6 separate regions of the Mus musculus genome follow, and all the other regions are linked to region 2. The links are chromatin contacts, called in public Hi-C, promoter capture Hi-C and targeted proximity ligation maps. All regions are on one chromosome and are shown on one strand. The core of a region is the stretch at or near the end of the contact, and the rest is flanking DNA. Distances in the headings are between cores, read along the strand shown.

Region 1 (2,700 bases), core at 63-2,562, 1.9 Mb before region 2:
ACAGGGTTTCTCTATGTAGTCTGTGAGTCTGAAACTCACTGTGTAGACCAGGCTGACCTCTACTCAGAGATCCACATGCCTCCCTAGTGCTGGAATTACCATGCCTAGTCTGTACTTGATTTTTCTAAAATTTTTTTGGTTTTTCAAGACAGGGTTTCTCTGTGTAGCCCTGGCTGTCCTGGAGCTCACTCTGTAGACCAGGCTGGCCTCGAACTCAGAAATCCTCCTGCCTCTGCCTCCCAAGTGCTGGGATTAAAGACATGGGTCACCACAGCCCGGCCTGATTTTTCTAAATCTTTAAGAGTGCTTTCCACCCTGGCCTCCAGTTACCTGGACTGGTAGACCGACCATACAGGAGCTGGAGTTGGGACTAGTAAGGACAGAGAACTGATATTCTGGAGGGTAAAAGGAATCTGTGTGGCTCAGTGATGGCTATAGCCAGGCTACCAAGAAGTAAATGCCTTTTCCTGCAAACGCTCTGGTGTTTGCTTTTCAGGGTACACAGGGCCTGCAAATGGGAATGTCCATTTCTCAGAATGGAGACATAACTCAAAGAAAATGGGTAGCTTCGGCAAAAATTAGCAAAGATGGCCACTTTTTGGCTCAGGTTTTGTTTGGTTTGGTCTGGTCTGTTTGAGACAGGGTCTCTTGTAGCCAAGCCTTGCCTGAAACTCCACGATTACCTTGAACGCCGGATCCTCCATTCTTTCTCCACCTTTCACATGTTCGGATTATGGACTCAAATTCTTGCTTTTAAGTGGCTCTGCTTTCTCAAATACGAGGACATATAGCCTAAAGTTAGGTCGAGGGTTTTGGTTTTGGTATCAAGGGAAGATGCTCCCCGTGCTGGAAACAGGTCTTTACAGCTTTAGAGAACAGGCTCAGTGGTGAGAGGCGAGAGGCCGCGAAGGCTCCGAAGGGCGTCAGGAGGTTGTCACCACTTCCTGTCTCGAGGTGGCTCTGCGCTCCGCACTGCAGCTACCGTCCTGTACCTTGAAAGTACGCGCAGCTGGGATTAACCTTCTAGTGACTTTAATTCCATCTTGTTCCTTATCTTAGTTACACAACCTGCGTTTCAAACTTCAGTATACAGAAAACAGAAATGACTCGAGGAGGTCCTTAGCCCCGCAGGACCTTTGGGAAAGTGGAATGTGGAAGCGCGCGTGGCGTCCCCCCAAGCTCTCCAGGGCAGCAGGAGCAGCCCAGGCCCTGACGACTGCCAAAGGGAGCCTGTTGCTAGGGGCGTTGCGAAGGAGGGGCCACAAGGAGGGGCTCCCTTCCGGGAGGAGGGCAATTAATAACCCGGAAGCGATCGCCAGTGCGGCGCTGTTTAAAGATGGCGGCGGAGGAACCTCAGCAGCAGAAGCAGGAGCCACTGGGTAGCGACTCCGAAGGTACGAACGGAGGGAAGGATGTCCTTCCCGGGCTAGCGGGGGCAATCCACGGCCCGCCGTTCCCGAGGAACTCGGGGAGTCAGGGCCCTGGGGAGTAGGCGCAGCGTGCGACCGAGCCCTTCCCCGCGTCTCCTCCCCTCCCCCTCACAATGGAAGCAGGGCCGCGGCGACCCCCGGCCGGGCGGGGCGGCCGGGGCCGGGGCTCGGCCTCTCGCGCACGCCTGGGGCGGGGCCTGGGCCGCCCCGCCTCCGCCGGTCCCGTGGCCTCGGCCGGCTCCCACAGTCAGCCCGCCGGAGACCTAGCAGTCAAGCCGAGGCCTAGGCCGGGGCCGAGCTGCTGAAAGGCGTTGAGGAACGCCGGGCTTCCAAGGACGAAGTCCCTGCTGGGCCGTTCGGGATGCCATTGGCGGCTCTTTGCCTTAGAGCTTGTGCTGGCCTTACAGCACCTTTGAGCGGATCCAGGCATTGTTTTCCTAGATTCTTGGTCTTTAAAAAAAGACAGAAACCAGTCACACCTTCTCCCTGTCTCCCGAGAACTTGAGCTCTAGGGGTTGAGTAAGTCTGTTGAGTGGGAGGGACAGTCCTGTTGTAGGACATGGTGGGAAGCTCAGCTGAGAACCTAGGATAACCAGGCCCCAAAGGATTGGCTTTAAAAAGCCAGTCATACTCGCACACCCTACTCTAACTCCACACTATATTCTAGAGGTTGAGGACTAGGAAACCCAGATACGCAGAAAGAAATTGTTCTCCATCACATCTAAGAAGGATCCAAGACTAGAAACTCCTACAATAGCTGCTTAGAGTCCTCAGAACGAACGTCCCGAATCCGTGGATGACTCTAGAGAGTGCTTAGGTAGTAGTTGCTGCTGGCAGGATCCCAGCATATTTTGATGATGGGAGCAAGGTGATGGCATTAATCCATTCTAGAGGTGAGGGGAGAGGACTTTGGCAAGTGACATGTCCAAGAGCTCAGACTGGAATTTTACAAATGTGGACTTGACCTTGGACAAGATGGAGTTACCTCTGGTTTTTGTTTTTTGTTTTTTAATTTGGAAAATGAACAATACAGGGGACCACAGAAGGACAAAGGGCGTGTCTCAGTAAAGTGCATGCTTACAGGATGCACTCATTCTTCCTAGGGCTCCACCCCTTCATCCTGCTTTCTCCCAGAGCTCCCTTCCCCAGAGCATTCCCTAGATGCTACACAGTGCTTTTAGAAGGCAGGGAGGAAGGAATATCGGGGCTGCAAGAGAGCTTTGGGGGTGATCTTTACTTGTCATTTTACTTATTTATTTATATTTATATT
Region 2 (2,758 bases), core at 69-2,568:
CCTGCCTTTAGGCTCTTTGTATGTCTGGGCTTTCTCTGTGGCTCCCTAAAGCTAGATCTGGACTCCCTAGGCTCGTCACTTCCTGTTCTTATTTTAGACTTGTTTTGTAAATAAAGCTGTTTCCCAAGGAAGGATGAATACAGGCGCTCTTGAACCTCTCTCTCTTTTAGCTTCTGCAAAAGCATCTACTTCTTGCCTGTAATCACAGATGGCCCATAGGACTATGGGACTGTAGTTCTGAACTGAACTTGTGGGTAGTTCACTATCCCTACCCCTCCTGTGTGTGAAGGCTCTGCTGAAGGTACCTTTGGGTCTGGTCTGACCTTACTGCTTTGTCCGTGGGGAATAAAAATAGCCAGCTTAGCACCGTGGCTAGGCTGGGAAGTAACTGTAGGCTAGGGAAGTAGGCCAGGTCAGGCCTTCCTCATTGACCTTGTGGCAGAAAGGCCGATTTCTTACCTATTGGAGAACATCTGTCTCTAAATAAAATCTCAATTGTTCCAGAGTACTGGCTAACTACTTGGATTTACTAGTGTGTGTGTGTGTTGGTGGGTGGGTGGGTTTGAAGGGCTTGTTTTGTCTTCGTCACTGAGTTCTGAGAAGTTTTTTGAAAAACTAGACTAGGTTGGAGCACAGGATTCCATAACATTTGCTCAAGTACTGGGGAGAAGGTGTGGGTGTAGGAGAGTGCAAGAGCTCTAGGTAGGGTGGGGGTGTGTGGGGATGGCAGCTGATCAGGCCTTGAGAGAAATAGAATTCTAGAAATTGAGAAAGCACCGAGGCACTCTGGGACTTTTGTAAAGAAGGCTGTGTCGGGGGCGCTGTACCAAGAAAGGCTGTTGGACCTAGACAACCTTAGCTCAACTGGCTCCTGCCCACAGTCAAGCTGGAACTTAAGCTCCTTAGGTGGTGGCCGGCCCCTGGATCTCTACCTACTGCTTCTTTTGCAGAAGTGGGCGAAATAACCACAGAAGGGGTCGCCACAGCGGGCTATCCGATTTCCATGCAACGCGTGACCAGAACTACGTGTACTGCAGATCCCAGGGGCTGAGCGCGCTCTCGTACAGTCTTCTCCGGTCCGGGACCGCGCCCCGGAAAACCCGGGTTTCCGCTGGCGGGGTAGCAGCCGCCCGAGGAGGGCGGAGGGAGGAGGGGCGCGGAGCCTGCACGCCGAGGCCTGCTAGGGACTCCAGGGCCGCGCCGCGAGAGCGCGCGGGCTGTAGCCCCTTCCCGGGGGCCGCGGGGCCGAGCGCGAGTCTGGCCCCGCCCCTCGGCGCCGGTCTGGGTGGGGCCGCGGCTCCCCGCCCCTTTCGGACACGCCCACCCAGTGTCTGGGCCTCGCGGGCCGCAACAGGCGGCGGCGGGCGAGCGCGAGGACCGCGCGCAGCGAAAGCCCGCGCGTGCGTGCAGATTCGCTGGTGGCTCGCGCTCCGCCGGGCGTTCTGAGGAGACGCGCTGAGCCGCTGCCGCCGCGGGGGGAAGCCTGAGAGTCGCTCGCGTGCCCTCAGTCTGCGTAAGCCCCGCGCCCCTTCCTCCCCTGGCCAGGCCATGGCGGAACGCGGAGGGGCGGGCGGTGGTCCCGGAGGCTCCGGGGGCGGCAGCAGTCAGCGGGGCTCTGGGGTCGCCCAGTCCCCGCAGCAGCAGCCGCAGCAGCAGCCGCCGCAGCCTCAACAGCCGACGCCCCCCAAGCTGGCCCAGGCCACCTCGTCCTCCTCGTCCACCTCGGCTGCGGCCGCCTCCTCCTCGTCCTCCTCCACCTCCACCTCCATGGCCGTCGCGGTGGCCTCGGGCTCTGCGCCTCCGGGCGGTCCAGGACCAGGCCGCACCCCCGCCCCAGTGCAGATGAATTTGTATGCTACCTGGGAGGTGGACCGGAGCTCATCCAGCTGCGTGCCCAGGTGAGCAACGGGCGGCTGGGAAAAGGTGTTGGCCTAGGGGACCGCCAGGCTGGCTCTGTGACAGGCCCCGCCTCCCCATCTCTCCGGGGCGAGTGGAGGGTACGTCCTCCACTCCTAGCTCATCTTGGCTTTGGGGGGTGGGGGCTGTCTTCTCCTGGGCCTTCCAAGACTGTTGTGTGGGCCTGCCCTCTCCAGCAGTCCCACCTTCCGCCTTGGCTCGAACCACCCTCCTGTCCTCCTGGAGCAATGGTGGCCTCGGGGACCCAGCCCAGTGGCCTTCCTTGGCTGGGTCTGACCGAATCTGGCCTTCCTTACGGTCAGTAAGTCACTCTTCTTCCTGCCTCACTGGCGCCCGTGGGCTGTACATATGTTAATGTTACACAGATGTGGTAAAGATGGCTTTGATATAGTTCTTTCCCAACGTACTTAGCATGTGCCAAATTCATTTGTCACCTGTTGCAGGTAAAGCTGGTTAACACTTGGGGGTTCAGTACATACATTCATATGTTCTTCATGCTACACACATTCTCTGGGTACTCTGTGCTCTTAGTTTGGACATCAGTTGAATGTGTTCTTAAATGCAAGTTTTCATTTCCTCCTCCACTAGATACTGGTCACAGAGTCTCCAGGTTCCTATGAGCTCTGTAAAATGACTGCCTTGTTCCTAAATTCAACCCATTTTTCTGTCCATTGGAACTATCTGAAAACTTGCATCAAAAAATTATGCTTGTTTCTCTATGGCAAAGCAGTTGTTGTATATACTTCTTTGGGGACAGTGTGTTGGATTGACCCTATGCTAAGACAGCCTGCAGGGTTGGTTTTGCCCAGTAAGCACAAAGAAATGCCTGGAGGTGTTCATT
Region 3 (2,700 bases), core at 115-2,614, 1.6 Mb before region 2:
TTTTAATGTATATTTGCTGCAAAGAGAAACCGCTTTTGGTTTTGAACCTTTAATGAGAAAAAAAATATACTATGGAGCTCAAGTACACGGTGGTCGGTGAGTCACTGGGGGGAGTTTGGGGGTCACACATGACACGTCTATTTAACAGACCGTACAACAGAAACACACAGTCAACAAAATACCAAAGTGGCGGCTAGCAAGGTTACGTCTCAGTCTCCTCATCATTCAACAGCATATTGGGGATCCCGCGGCTGATGGGGAAAAGACGACCAGATTCTGGGCATTGCAGGGTGCCCTCCAGTACATCAACCTGCAGGGGAGCAGGACAAAGCTAAGCACCGGTAGCCTCAGTGGGAGGTCTGGGCAGGCGATGCCCAAGGATTCTCACCTCAAGCAACACGTGGTGCATCTTCCTCAAAAATGTCTCGTCGTGCTCATAGCCTTCAGTCGGCTCTTTGGGTACCTCGGCCAAGTTTAACTGTGGAAAGGAAGCGTACGTGGTCAGTGGGCACACGAACACCGAGGCCGTCCGGGCAGGGAAGAGGCTCAGAGCCTGAGCCCGCCCCCAAGGGGCGACAGAAGGGGCGGGGTCCTTACGGTGTCCGCTGCCTGCACAAGCGCCGCCCACTCCACTTTGGGGATCATCCGCGCCACGAACTCCGGGTTGAACTCCACGGGGTTGATGCGGACCTCAGTGGCCTGCGGGGGGGGGGGGGCGGTAAAAAGGTTTAGCGAGGTAGGTCCGGGTCCCGGAGGCTCCACCCTGAACTATATGGGCGATGAACCCTTGTGCAGTTACCTGCAGGCGCAGCGGGAAGCCACGCGTGCCCACGCCCCGCACATGGGAGCTTAGGAGATTGTGGGTGAGCAGTTTCATGTTGTCACAGCGGAGCGCGTGAGGCCGGAACCGGAAGGAGTCCACACTTCTCCTTTCTACCACTTCCGCTTTGAAGCCGTTGAACTCTTCGCCGGACCGGAAGTGGCCGACTTAGGGGACCTTTTGGGGGGCTTGGCGGCAGCCGAGATCGGAAGGACTGTGTTGGGTCACGTCCTGGTACCGGAAGCGTTTCTCGGGGAGACTGCAAAGGCTTACGCCGAATCCCGCTCGCTGAAGAGAGTACACACTATGCAAGTCACGTGTAAACCGGCTGCGTTACGGCGCAGGTAAAACGAACACATTTGAGGCTCAGCCAGATCATCCCCGACCTCTGTTTGCGGCTATGGGTCACGAACTGTCACGTCGGTAAACCAGGCACCTCTTTCTGCGATTGAAGAAGGTGTGCGAGCCCTGAGAGCCCCGCCGCGTCGTAGTGCGTCACGGCCCTGCCCCTCTAAGCCGGCGCTGTGGCTGCGACGTGGGACGTGCGGCGTGGGCGGAGCTGTCCCTGCATCCACCTCCTGTGGGCAGAGCCATCTGCGGGTGGGCTGCGGCAGCGGGGCGGGTATGCTACAGCTGGGGCTTCGAGTCCTGGGCTGCAAAGCCAGTTCTGTGCTCCGTGCATCGACGTGCTTGGCAGGCAGAGCAGGCCGGAAAGAAGCAGGTTGGGAGTGTGGCGGAGCCCGCAGCTTCAGCAGCTCCGCGGTGACCATGGCCCCGATCAAGGTGACCGGTTTTACCTTTCCTGGGTCCAGCCTATCGCGTCTCTTTGGGTTCCACGCGGGGTCTCGGGCTGTCCTCCTTGACGTTTCTTCTTGTCATGTTTTTTGTAAGACCCTGTCTCTGCTTCTCCGTCCTGGGACATTTCTTGAGCTGCCCTCTCACATCTATGCCACGTCCAGGGACAAGTCCCCACCATTTTCAAGCGACCGAATGCTATGTCATTTCCCACATTCTTAAAATGCCTCTTTTGCCGCTTGGCAGCTTTTCCAACCCTTTCCCCAAAGCCCCAGCACTTTTGTGATTGTACTAAACTCCATTTCATCTCATCTTTTGAAAGAGCCATGGTCCCTTGGGGACCTGGGTTGATCTTTTCCACTTCTGTTTCCACTCTATGTATGCTCACCCCGATCCCGCCCTTCTGTTTGATCTTTCTGGGAATTCTTGAACCTATCCCCTCTCCTGTTTTTGGACTTAATTTTTAGAGAAAGAGAGAGGGAGGGAGAGAGGAAGGGAGGGATGGAGGGAGGGAAGGAAGGGGGGGGGCACACAGAGACAGAGGTTGACTTACTATATAGTCTTGGCTGGCCAGGAACTTGGTGTGTAGACCAGACTGGCCTCAAACTCCTAGAGATCTGTCTGACTCTGCGTCCCGAATGTTAGGATTAAAGGCCCTTTATAAAAAGAAGAAAAAAGAAAAACTTTTAAACATGTACTTAGTGTGTGTGTTTGGTAACAGGCATGTGAGTGTGGTGGTCAGAGGACAATTTTCTCAGGAGTCAGTTCTATCTACCATGTCGCTTGTGGGGCTAGAGCTCAGTTGACCAGGCTTGGTGGTGGGCACCTTTACCTACCCACCTCAGCCTTCCTTTCCTCTTGTGGCTCTGAAAGCCCCCAGGTGGGCTGACACTTCCCACCGACCCCAAGAGCCTACATCCTGAACATTTTGGCTTACATAGCTAACCTGGTTTTCCAAAGTGTTTCTCCTGGTGTGTGGATAGGATTTTTCTTCCTGCCTGTTACCAGGCGGTTTCTCAACCCCAAACATAGCCCTCTGTACCCCTCCTCTGTGCATTGACCCATCTTGGGTGGCTTGTTTATAC
Region 4 (2,830 bases), core at 30-2,529, 1.1 Mb before region 2:
ATTTTCTTGAGCACTGTGGAGCTGGGCACCCTTTCGCTGTGGAGCACCAAGGAACTACCCCTCCCATCCCTGCCGGTTCATTAAGGCCCTGGATGCCTCAAGAGGGGGTGACGGCAAAGGCAACTGGAACAGCCCAATAACCCCCACAAATCCAATTTCACCTCCAGGAGCCCACCCAGGGTCCTTGTGGTCATACCCCCATCCCAAAGAACCCAGGCAGACTGCTCCTCCCTCTGGGGGAGAAGGCTGGAGCATGAGAAATGGTTCCCACCTCTTTGAGGTGGAGGGATAAGCCCAGGGCTCAGAAGACTCCTCTACCCTTCCAGTACTCTGTGACCAGAGCCCCACCGCTGCCCTCAAGTATATTCTCAGCCAAGCAGAGCCTCCTTCGACCGGTTTCCCTCTCTGTCACCCCCCAGCTCTCCCCAGCAAGCTTCTCTCCTCTCCCTCAGGCCCCCCATCTTGTCCAGCTCTTCCCCGTCACAGACTCATCTATGCCTAGAGCATCCTGGCATCTTCCCCTCTGCTCCCTCCTGATAACCTCCTCTCCCCTTGGCTCCCATCCCCCAGTAGTCTTTTCTTCAGTGGTTGCCCCCAGACCTCCCTCTCCACTTCCCAAACCTCTCTCCAGCCTGCCTCCTCTCCCACTAAGACCAGTGTTTCTCCCCTGCAGACCCTTCAGACCACAACAGCTCGCAGCTTCTCTGGTCCATCACTGCTTCCAGCTGCCAGGACCAGCATAGACTGGGACCTCCCCCCACCCCTATTTCAGAGCCCTTCTCACAGCCCTATGGATGCCCCTCCTTCAGACCCCCTTCCCCCATCGACCCTCCCTCACCACCTTGCATTCGCCCCAGCTCAGGGCCAATGCCCCTTCCACAGGGAGTCCCCCAACCTCCCCCAGCGGCTTCGCCTCCTCGCTGTCACCCAGCCAGCCCTCTCTGCTCGGCGCCCCCGCCCCCCAATCCGTCCTTTCTGCATCCGCCGCCCCCTCCGACCCGCTCCCCTCCCCCGATTGGCTCCCGCCCCCCACCCGTCTCCGCCGCAGCCCCCCCCCCATACCTGGTTTTGGGGGCGCCAGGAGCTGAAGGGTAGGGATCCGAGCCTAGAGACCGCTGGGTCTACGGCAGGTAACAGATCCTGGGCCAGCGATATCGGCTGCCTCGCGCCTCCTGGTCCCCGCCGCGTCCCCGCCCGCCCCGCCGCGGTGCCGCTCCGAGGAGGATGCTCTGAGAGTCAGGGCGGCTGCTCCCGCCGCCGCATCCCTGCAACACCGACTGACGGCAGCATCAGCACCAGGACCCGCCCCCCAAGCACACGCATTGGGCCACGCAACACTGACGGACGAGTGGCACAGCCAATGCGAAGATGCAGAAGCCGCCAGTCCCGCGGCTCCATGACCCGCCTCCCTCCTCCGCGAGGACCCAGGCGTCCCGGCCCCAGGGCATCCGAGCCCTTTCCCACCTCTCTGGACCTTTGCCCGGACGTCCAGGCCTCTTAACCCAGCAGGTGCTCTCCCCAGGCTCGGGGTCTTGGGAATCCAGGTACCCTAGCCCCTTCTACCTTTGGTTGGGTTGTTGGATCCCACACCCACCCGCCCCTGCCGGCGGGTCCCGAAGATAGTGCCCAGGGCTGGGACAAACCAAAGGAGAGGACTGAACCCCGACTTGAGGCACCGAGAGAGCAGGACCCGAGCAGGGCCTTGGCCACAGCGCCCTCTGCTGGCTGAGTCTGGGGGGGCTGGCCTGGGCTACCCGGAGCCAAGGAAGCCTCTCCCACCCCAGGACTGCTAGTGGCTTTTCCAGTCGCTCGCAGAGACCCTACCAATCACTGTCTCTGTATCCTCTAGCTGGAAGCCTCCGGAACTGAAGAGCTAGGGGCTTTTCTGAGATAAGGACGAAGCTTGGAGGTTGGCAAGATTCTAAGCTAGAGACAGTGGGGTTTCCCAGCCCAGACTCATGGGAATCCCAGAGTTTGGAACCAGCTTTCCACCCCTGTGGAAGGCTTTTCTGGGGTAGGAAAAGGCTAGTGGTGGGGTGGAAGCTACCCACTCCCTGTTACTGAATACAAATCTAGTAGAATCTTCCCTTCGAGCTCCTACCCTTAGCTGTGAGTTTCAGAGTGTGGTCCTGGCGTGCAAGTCTTCTGCAGTAAGAATGTCTGCATCGCCGTGTTTGTGTCAGAGTGTGAGGAAGGAACACCCCTCTTCATTTACTCCACCGAGAAAAGGTAGATCCAGCGCCTAGGTGTGTATACCATTACCTAAGTTGGACACAAGGCTTCTCAATGAGACAGTGTGCCGGCGTGGGTGTGGCCGTGGGTGTGTGGCAGACCATTTTGCCAGTTCTCTCCAGGCCCCTGATTTCTGTTACAGGGCCTGTGATCTGCACAGCTGGTAGCAGTTGGCATTTCCTTAGCCAGAGGCAATATGCAAGAACACACGTCCAACCACTAATGTATGCAGATACACATGGGGGCACACAGCCATGCACACCTATTCATGTGTGCCCAGCGTTTCCAAGAAACACAAAGGGACACTGCAGAGATGCCCCACCATGGTAAGTCACCACGGGGGGTGGGGGGACACACTCGATCCATAACCTGCATACTTGTGCATACACAGGTACCTGCACACTCAAGGGCAAACACACACCCAAGTGACTCACAGGGGACCTGCCCATGGAGTCTCCCTGGTCGTCGGTAGGTACTTTGCAGAGCAGTCAATTCCTGAGTTAATGAATGTGGACACTCCCCCCACCGCTCCTTAGAGAGGACCTCCTTTGATAGCCTGGAAGGAGGATAGGAGAAGACCTAGCTGCAATGGGTATTT
Region 5 (2,700 bases), core at 196-2,695, 1.1 Mb before region 2:
ACTGTGTCAAGGAGAGCAAGCCCATGACCCCACGAACCCCCACCCCTCCCTTCTTCATGTTCTGATTTATCTCTGCACTTTTTTCCTCAAAGCTCACAAGAGGCCTCAGATGCTTGCTCAGTACATTGCACGGAGAGCTGAAGCACTTTGTCCTTAGTCAAGCCCGTGCTTCCTTTCAAAATATTTTCAAAGGTATAATCTTAATTGTCTCAAATGTACCCACCCATTTGTCCTACCTCCCCAGTCTGCTACCACCTTCTTTCCCCATATGTTGGGCTGCCAGATCCCTCTGGCTATTCAATGGCAGGGCTGGGACTGTTGAAAGACTGGGGAGTAAAAGCTGGCACCAAATGACCAGGTTCCAGTCTCAGCCCTGTCATTCTGACATTCCCCTCTTCAGAATTCTCTTTCCACAACTGCGAAGGAGAAATAATACCTGCCCCACCACACAAGGTTTACAAGTCTCAAAAGGGCTATAAGCCATATTGTTCAGACATGAGAAGAGGTAAGACAACACTCATTTGCTCTCCTGACCACCTGTCTGACTCCAACCTGTGATGAAGCTGAAGAGGGACTGGATGTGGGCCCGGTCCTTGAAGTAGGAGCGGCTGAGGCTGTTCCATATGACATCCGAGACCTTTTTTACCAGTTCGCGACTAGAAACACCTCCCTCTCGAGGATAGAGGGAGAGGTCCACAGCGCCGCGGATCTGAGCGGTGAATCGGGCATAGAGGGCAGCAATGATGGATAGGTCGGCCACCGGGAAGTAGGTGAGGCCACCAGGAGGGTCGGGTGCGGGGCTGGGCTGGAAGGTGAGCTCCGGCACGTTGGTGGGGATGACACGGTTGACAGCCAGGAAATGCTCCACGAAGCCCAGGACCAAGGACAGGAGCACCAGGTCAGGCTCCTCTCGGCCCAGCTCTGCAGCAAACAGGCGCACCACGTCGTCGATAGAGCGCAGAGGGAACAGCGTCTTCTGGGCGGCCTTCAGCCCCATGGCGGCGGGCGGTGGCCTGCGGGCGAGCCGAGGGAGGGAGGGTCGGGCTCGGCGAGAGAGCCCCCTCCCAGGCTCGGCTAAGGCTCTACCCTCCGCCACAATTCTGCTTCGCCAGCCGCTTCGTCCTGTGCTCACGGGCGGCGGCTCGGTTTCTGAGACCCTTCAACCAAGGCTATATAGGGCCTTCTAGTTCCTTACAATTCCGGGACCCCCAGCCCCGATGAGGCTGCTCCCAAAGACCTATTGGGGACCCTCAAAGGCCGCCCCTCCAGTCCCTACAATCTCTACCCGGCCCTCTGGAGCCTGTCCAGAAGGCAAACCCAAACCAGCCTCCCACAAGTCCCAAGGAGAGTCCCGGCTTCGGTCCCCCGCGCCCACCTCCGCGCTTACATCCCACACAAGGCACCGCGGCGCCCGCCGCCTGAAGCCTGCTGGGAAATGAAGTCCCGCGCCTCCTATGGCCGCACTGCCTGCTGGGAAATGGGGAGTCCTTGCTCACCCGGCCCTCTCTAAATCTGAAAATGACAGCCAAACCCGCAATGGCTTATGGAAGAAGTAGTCCTGCTGCTCCAGGGCGGGTAAGCTGAGCTCCTCAACGATTGGTCATCTAGGATCACGCCAGAAGAAGTTCCTCCGTGACTTCTGGGAGATTGTAGTCCTAGGATTAAACTCAGGCGCAGTAGCGCCCCTGCAGTGTGTATTATGGCCAGTTTAAGATGTGAGGGAAACTGTTGCTCTAAAACACTACAAGGAGGCTGGAGACCTGGTTCAGCTGTTCAGAGCACTTGTTGCTTTTGCAAAGGACCTGGGATCAAGTTTAGGTCCCCACACCCACATTGTGGCTCACCATCTGTAACTCCACTTCCAGAGGACCCATGCTTTTCTCTGACCTCCACCAAGCTTGACTTGGTGCACACACATAAAAAGGCAGACGAAACATCCACACCTAAAAAGAATGCAAGGCTGAACACAGTACGGCGGAGGCAGAAGGATTTTGGTGAGCTCAAGGCAAGACTGGTCTATGATCCAATACCAGTCCTTGAAATTAGAGGCAAGGAACTCAGGGTGGACTTCAGAGATGACTCAGAGTTAAGAGCCCTGGCGGCTCTGGCTCAGGACCCTGCGTTCCCAGTATGTACATGTTTGCTCACAACTGGGTCTTTAGCCCCACTTTAGGAGGTCCAATGTTCTCTGCTGTCCTCTGCAGGCTCCAAGCAGGCACCTTATGCACACACATAGGTAAAATAAAATTAAGGAAAGAAAAGAAAAAAAAAATCAGGAAGTTCAAGGTCAGTTTTACCTTAGACAGGATCTTGCTTTTTAGTTCAGACTGGCCACAGACTCACAATATTCCTGCCTCAGCCTCCACCATGCTGGGATTATAGATGTTCACCACCAGTCCACATGGCACCACCCCTCCCACAAGGCTTCATGACCTCATCTTAATTCACGAAGTCTGTAATGACCCTGTTTCCAAAACGAAGTCTTTTTGTCTGAGACCAAGACCTCAATAGATGAAGCTGAGGAGATGATGTAGCAGCTGAGAGCCTTTTGTTGTACCAGTAGGAGGACCTGAGTTCAAATACCCAGAATTCACTTATACGTTTGGAATCCTAGCATTATAGGGCATGGATGGGGAATGGGGTCAGTGTGGGGGTTAAAGGGAGGAGGGTCTTGGGACTTCCTGCCTAACGACCTAGCTG
Region 6 (2,700 bases), core at 195-2,694, 1.0 Mb before region 2:
TTGGGGCAGGAGAGGCGTGAGTCACACCCGGCCTTGGAGTTACCTCGGGAGAAGTCAACAGACATGCCCTGTGTTGGGGTCCCAAGCAGAGGTGCCAGAGGCAGGCAGGGAGAAACACACATATGTGTAAACACACACACATGTGCCACATGCACACACCCAGGTACAGGTGTCATGTGGGAGTGATGACAAATCAGACACTTGTAAAACACAGAAGAGTCACAGAGAAACAGGCAGGCAACGGGGGCAGGGCCGTCTAACTGCTCTCACCCCAGAAAGAAATGGCAGGACTGGCTGGTAGACCCCCATCCATATTTGGCCTAGCCTTGTGTCTGCCCATAGCTCAGGAGCACCAAGAACTCTGATCGCCTACAGGGTAAACACCCCATGTTTCAGGCCCAATTCCCATGCCCTCCTCACCAAAGCCTGGCCAGATGTGTCCAGTGCCCACATTGGGTTTAGGATCACCCTAAGTCAGCCATTCCCAAGGATTCAGACGAATCAAATAAAACCACTTCTAACAAGACCCCAAATCCTCCAAAGGGGTTGAGGTTGGTTCTTGGTCCCGGCTAGGGATTGAAGTAAGGAGACTTGTCTGCAAGGTGAAGGACGAGGACTTTTGAGTGTGTGACAGGTGAGAGGGGTCCTAGAACAAAGTGCCCGTCCTCTTGAAGAACGGAGGAAATAGAGAAAGTCTGTATGTTTATGTCACACAAAACGGTGTCCGCCTAAATGTATGTTCTAGGTAGAGCATGAGGTGACCGTTGTGAAAGATGTGTATTGGCAACATGTCTGGGGTCTGTAGCAGGGTATGTGGGAAGTGTACCTTATGTACCTGTCTCTGGGAGTTTGAAGTAAGGTGCAGGTGAGCGAGCGGGCTGTGGAGACCAACGGCAAGCGTTAGATACAGCACAATGAGGAAGTTTCAGGAATATGCCACTCCCGGGAAAAGGTCTGGGGGCACAAAGCTCCAGGTGTTGTCGTCCCTCCAGCTTCCCTTCCCGGGTGTTGCCCGGACCACTCACCCCAGCTCAGAAACTGCGCCACGTTACGCTCCCGGCGCAGGGGGGCGCTGCTGAGCTCTTGGTGCACCCCCAGCAGCAGATCCAGGAGGCCGTCGAGCCCTGGGCTGCCACCAGCTTCGCCCCGTACCAGCTGCTCCAGCGCACGCAGCCGCTGCTCCATGGCTGCCGCTGGAGCCCCGAAACCCGGGCTAGAGCCAGGCCGCCCGCATGCCCCGTCCGTCCGTCCGCCCGGCGGTCCGTCTGTGGTCCCGTGGCTCGTTCTGCGCGGCTTCCCCCCTCCCTCCCGCCCTCCCCGCTGTCACCTTCCTCGGTCGCCACCCGCGCTCCTTCACCTGGTCGCCCGCCCCGCCCTCCAAGCCCGCCCCCGACGGACGGGCAGGTGCGCGCCGGCCAATGGGAGCCGCGGCTGAAGGTGAAGGTGGGAAGGCGGAGGCGCGCGGGGGCGGGGCCGACCCTCGTCCAGGAAGTGGGAGGGCGGGCCACGAAAAGTAACTCCTGGGCGGGGTTGGAGGGGGTCCGTTGGGGTCGCAAAAGGCCCCTCTGATCACGGTGCCACCCCAGTCCCAGCGCCACCTAGACCCTCATGAGACACTAACCTAGACAGAGCCTAGCGCAACTTCCCGCGGGACCCGGCCAGCGGCCTGTCCCTTAGCCAGGCCAGAGGGGCTAGGGACGGTTGCGGCCCTGAAGCCGGATGGGAGTTGTAGTCCGCTCTGGCCTCGGTTTGAAAGCGGCGCTAAGGCAACACACCCATCTACCCCCAAAAGTTTCTGATCTCCTTTAAATCCTTAAAACTAACCCAGAGACATGTAGTTGAGGTAGGATGGGCACACTCATTTAGCATGAATACACTGCGGCTTTGGAAGGCTGAGGGTAGGGGGTCTCTGAAACTAGATTCTCGTGTGGACCTAGATGGGACTGATTTTCAAGGCTTTGGCGGGAACAAGGCCCTGAACTGGAACGTGGAGGGCACAAGAAGTTTGAGATGTGCTGATGGAGGCAAAGGAGGTGGAGGTGCTGGCTGTGTCCAGGGAGGTTTTTTATTTCTGGCCATCTGTGTTGGTCTTGATGGTGACAGGCCAGATACCAAAGAGAAGGGTGCTCTGGTGTCTTTTGAACAACTTGTTTAAAGGCCTACTTAGAGGGCTTGCCTCTCCTTCCAGACTGCAAGCTGAAGACCTTGACAGGATCGAGTCATCAGCGTTGAGGGAGGAAGCATTCTGAATGTTTGCAGGGGCAAAGTGAGTGGGACACCCAAATCCCATCTAACGGGGTCTAGAAACATTACAGGGGTTATGTTGGGGTGGTGGTGTGGGAGTGCACGCCTTTAATCCCAGTACTTGGGAGGCAAAAACAGGTAGATCTCTGGGATCCAGGCCAGCCTGGTCTTCAGAGTAAGTTCCAGGACAGCCAGGGCTATACAGAGAAACCCTGTAAAAAAAAAACAAAACAAAAAAAAAAAAAAAAAAAAACCAACCAACCACTGTAGGTCTCTCATTTGATCTTTACAGAAGCCCCTTCTCCATGAGGTCCACAATTTGAAATGGGGAAAACACAGGCATATATTTCTTTCCAGATCTATCAGGCTGGGAAAGAGACTCAGGATTCAAATTCAATGCCATGGCACTGCCAAGGGAGGGTCAGGGAGGGCAGACTGGAGTTTGGATTTACGGTT

What was found. Promoter capture Hi-C pulls out the DNA fragments that hold promoters and counts their contacts. A called contact is a pair of places that touch in the nucleus more often than the background predicts.
Region 1: a contact with region 2 is called in a targeted proximity ligation map of pancreatic cancer cells. A contact is called at or near these places in 1 of 39 promoter capture datasets (erythroid cells) and 1 of 130 datasets of targeted methods (pancreatic cancer cells).
Region 3: a promoter capture Hi-C map of liver shows a contact between it and region 2, with 2.7 times the contacts expected there. A contact is called at or near these places in 2 of 39 promoter capture datasets (cranial neural crest and liver).
Region 4: a Hi-C map of B cells shows a contact between it and region 2, with 8 read pairs. A contact is called at or near these places in 2 of 39 promoter capture datasets (liver and pre-B cells), 1 of 484 Hi-C or Micro-C datasets (B cells) and 2 of 9 other capture datasets (adipose tissue and liver).
Region 5: a contact with region 2 is called in a promoter capture Hi-C map of erythroid cells, with 4 times the contacts expected there. A contact is called at or near these places in 4 of 39 promoter capture datasets (cranial neural crest, erythroid cells and liver), 1 of 130 datasets of targeted methods (pancreatic cancer cells) and 1 of 9 other capture datasets (liver).
Region 6: a contact with region 2 is called in a promoter capture Hi-C map of liver, with 4 times the contacts expected there. A contact is called at or near these places in 2 of 39 promoter capture datasets (liver and pre-B cells).

Annotation. Positions count from the first base shown.
Region 1 is chr19:7,204,896-7,207,595 of GRCm38.p6, reverse strand. Otub1 (OTU domain, ubiquitin aldehyde binding 1) reads left to right here and starts at 1,312. Exons shown (of 7, transcript NM_134150.2): 1 at 1,312-1,394. The coding sequence starts at 1,337.
Region 2 is chr19:5,271,679-5,274,436 of GRCm38.p6, reverse strand. Pacs1 (phosphofurin acidic cluster sorting protein 1) reads left to right here and starts at 1,318. Exons shown (of 24, transcript NM_153129.3): 1 at 1,318-1,898. The coding sequence starts at 1,549. Sf3b2 (splicing factor 3b, subunit 2) reads left to right here. Exons shown (of 21, transcript NM_030109.2): 21 at 1-516.
Region 3 is chr19:6,908,362-6,911,061 of GRCm38.p6, reverse strand. Trmt112 (tRNA methyltransferase 11-2) reads right to left here and starts at 1,364. Exons shown (of 4, transcript NM_001166370.1): 1 at 800-1,364; 2 at 598-699; 3 at 389-478; 4 at 34-310. The coding sequence starts at 877. The coding sequence ends at 203. It overlaps Prdx5 (peroxiredoxin 5), which reads left to right and starts at 956. Exons shown (of 6, transcript NM_012021.3): 1 at 956-1,603. The coding sequence starts at 1,445. Esrra (estrogen related receptor, alpha) reads left to right here. Exons shown (of 7, transcript NM_007953.2): 7 at 1-85.
Region 4 is chr19:6,417,205-6,420,034 of GRCm38.p6, reverse strand. It overlaps Nrxn2 (neurexin II), which reads right to left and starts at 1,279. Exons shown (of 23, transcript NM_001205234.2): 1 at 1,063-1,279. It overlaps Gm14965 (a long non-coding RNA gene), which reads left to right and starts at 1,273. Exons shown (of 3, transcript XR_879495.2): 1 at 1,273-1,544; 2 at 2,375-2,558.
Region 5 is chr19:6,333,758-6,336,457 of GRCm38.p6, reverse strand. Men1 (multiple endocrine neoplasia 1) reads right to left here and starts at 1,445. Exons shown (of 10, transcript NM_001168489.1): 1 at 1,376-1,445; 2 at 553-1,013. The coding sequence starts at 997.
Region 6 is chr19:6,305,201-6,307,900 of GRCm38.p6, reverse strand. Cdc42bpg (CDC42 binding protein kinase gamma (DMPK-like)) reads right to left here and starts at 1,444. Exons shown (of 37, transcript NM_001033342.1): 1 at 1,026-1,444. The coding sequence starts at 1,185. It overlaps Gm52380 (a long non-coding RNA gene), which reads left to right and starts at 1,355. Exons shown (of 3, transcript XR_003952842.1): 1 at 1,355-1,437; 2 at 2,189-2,266.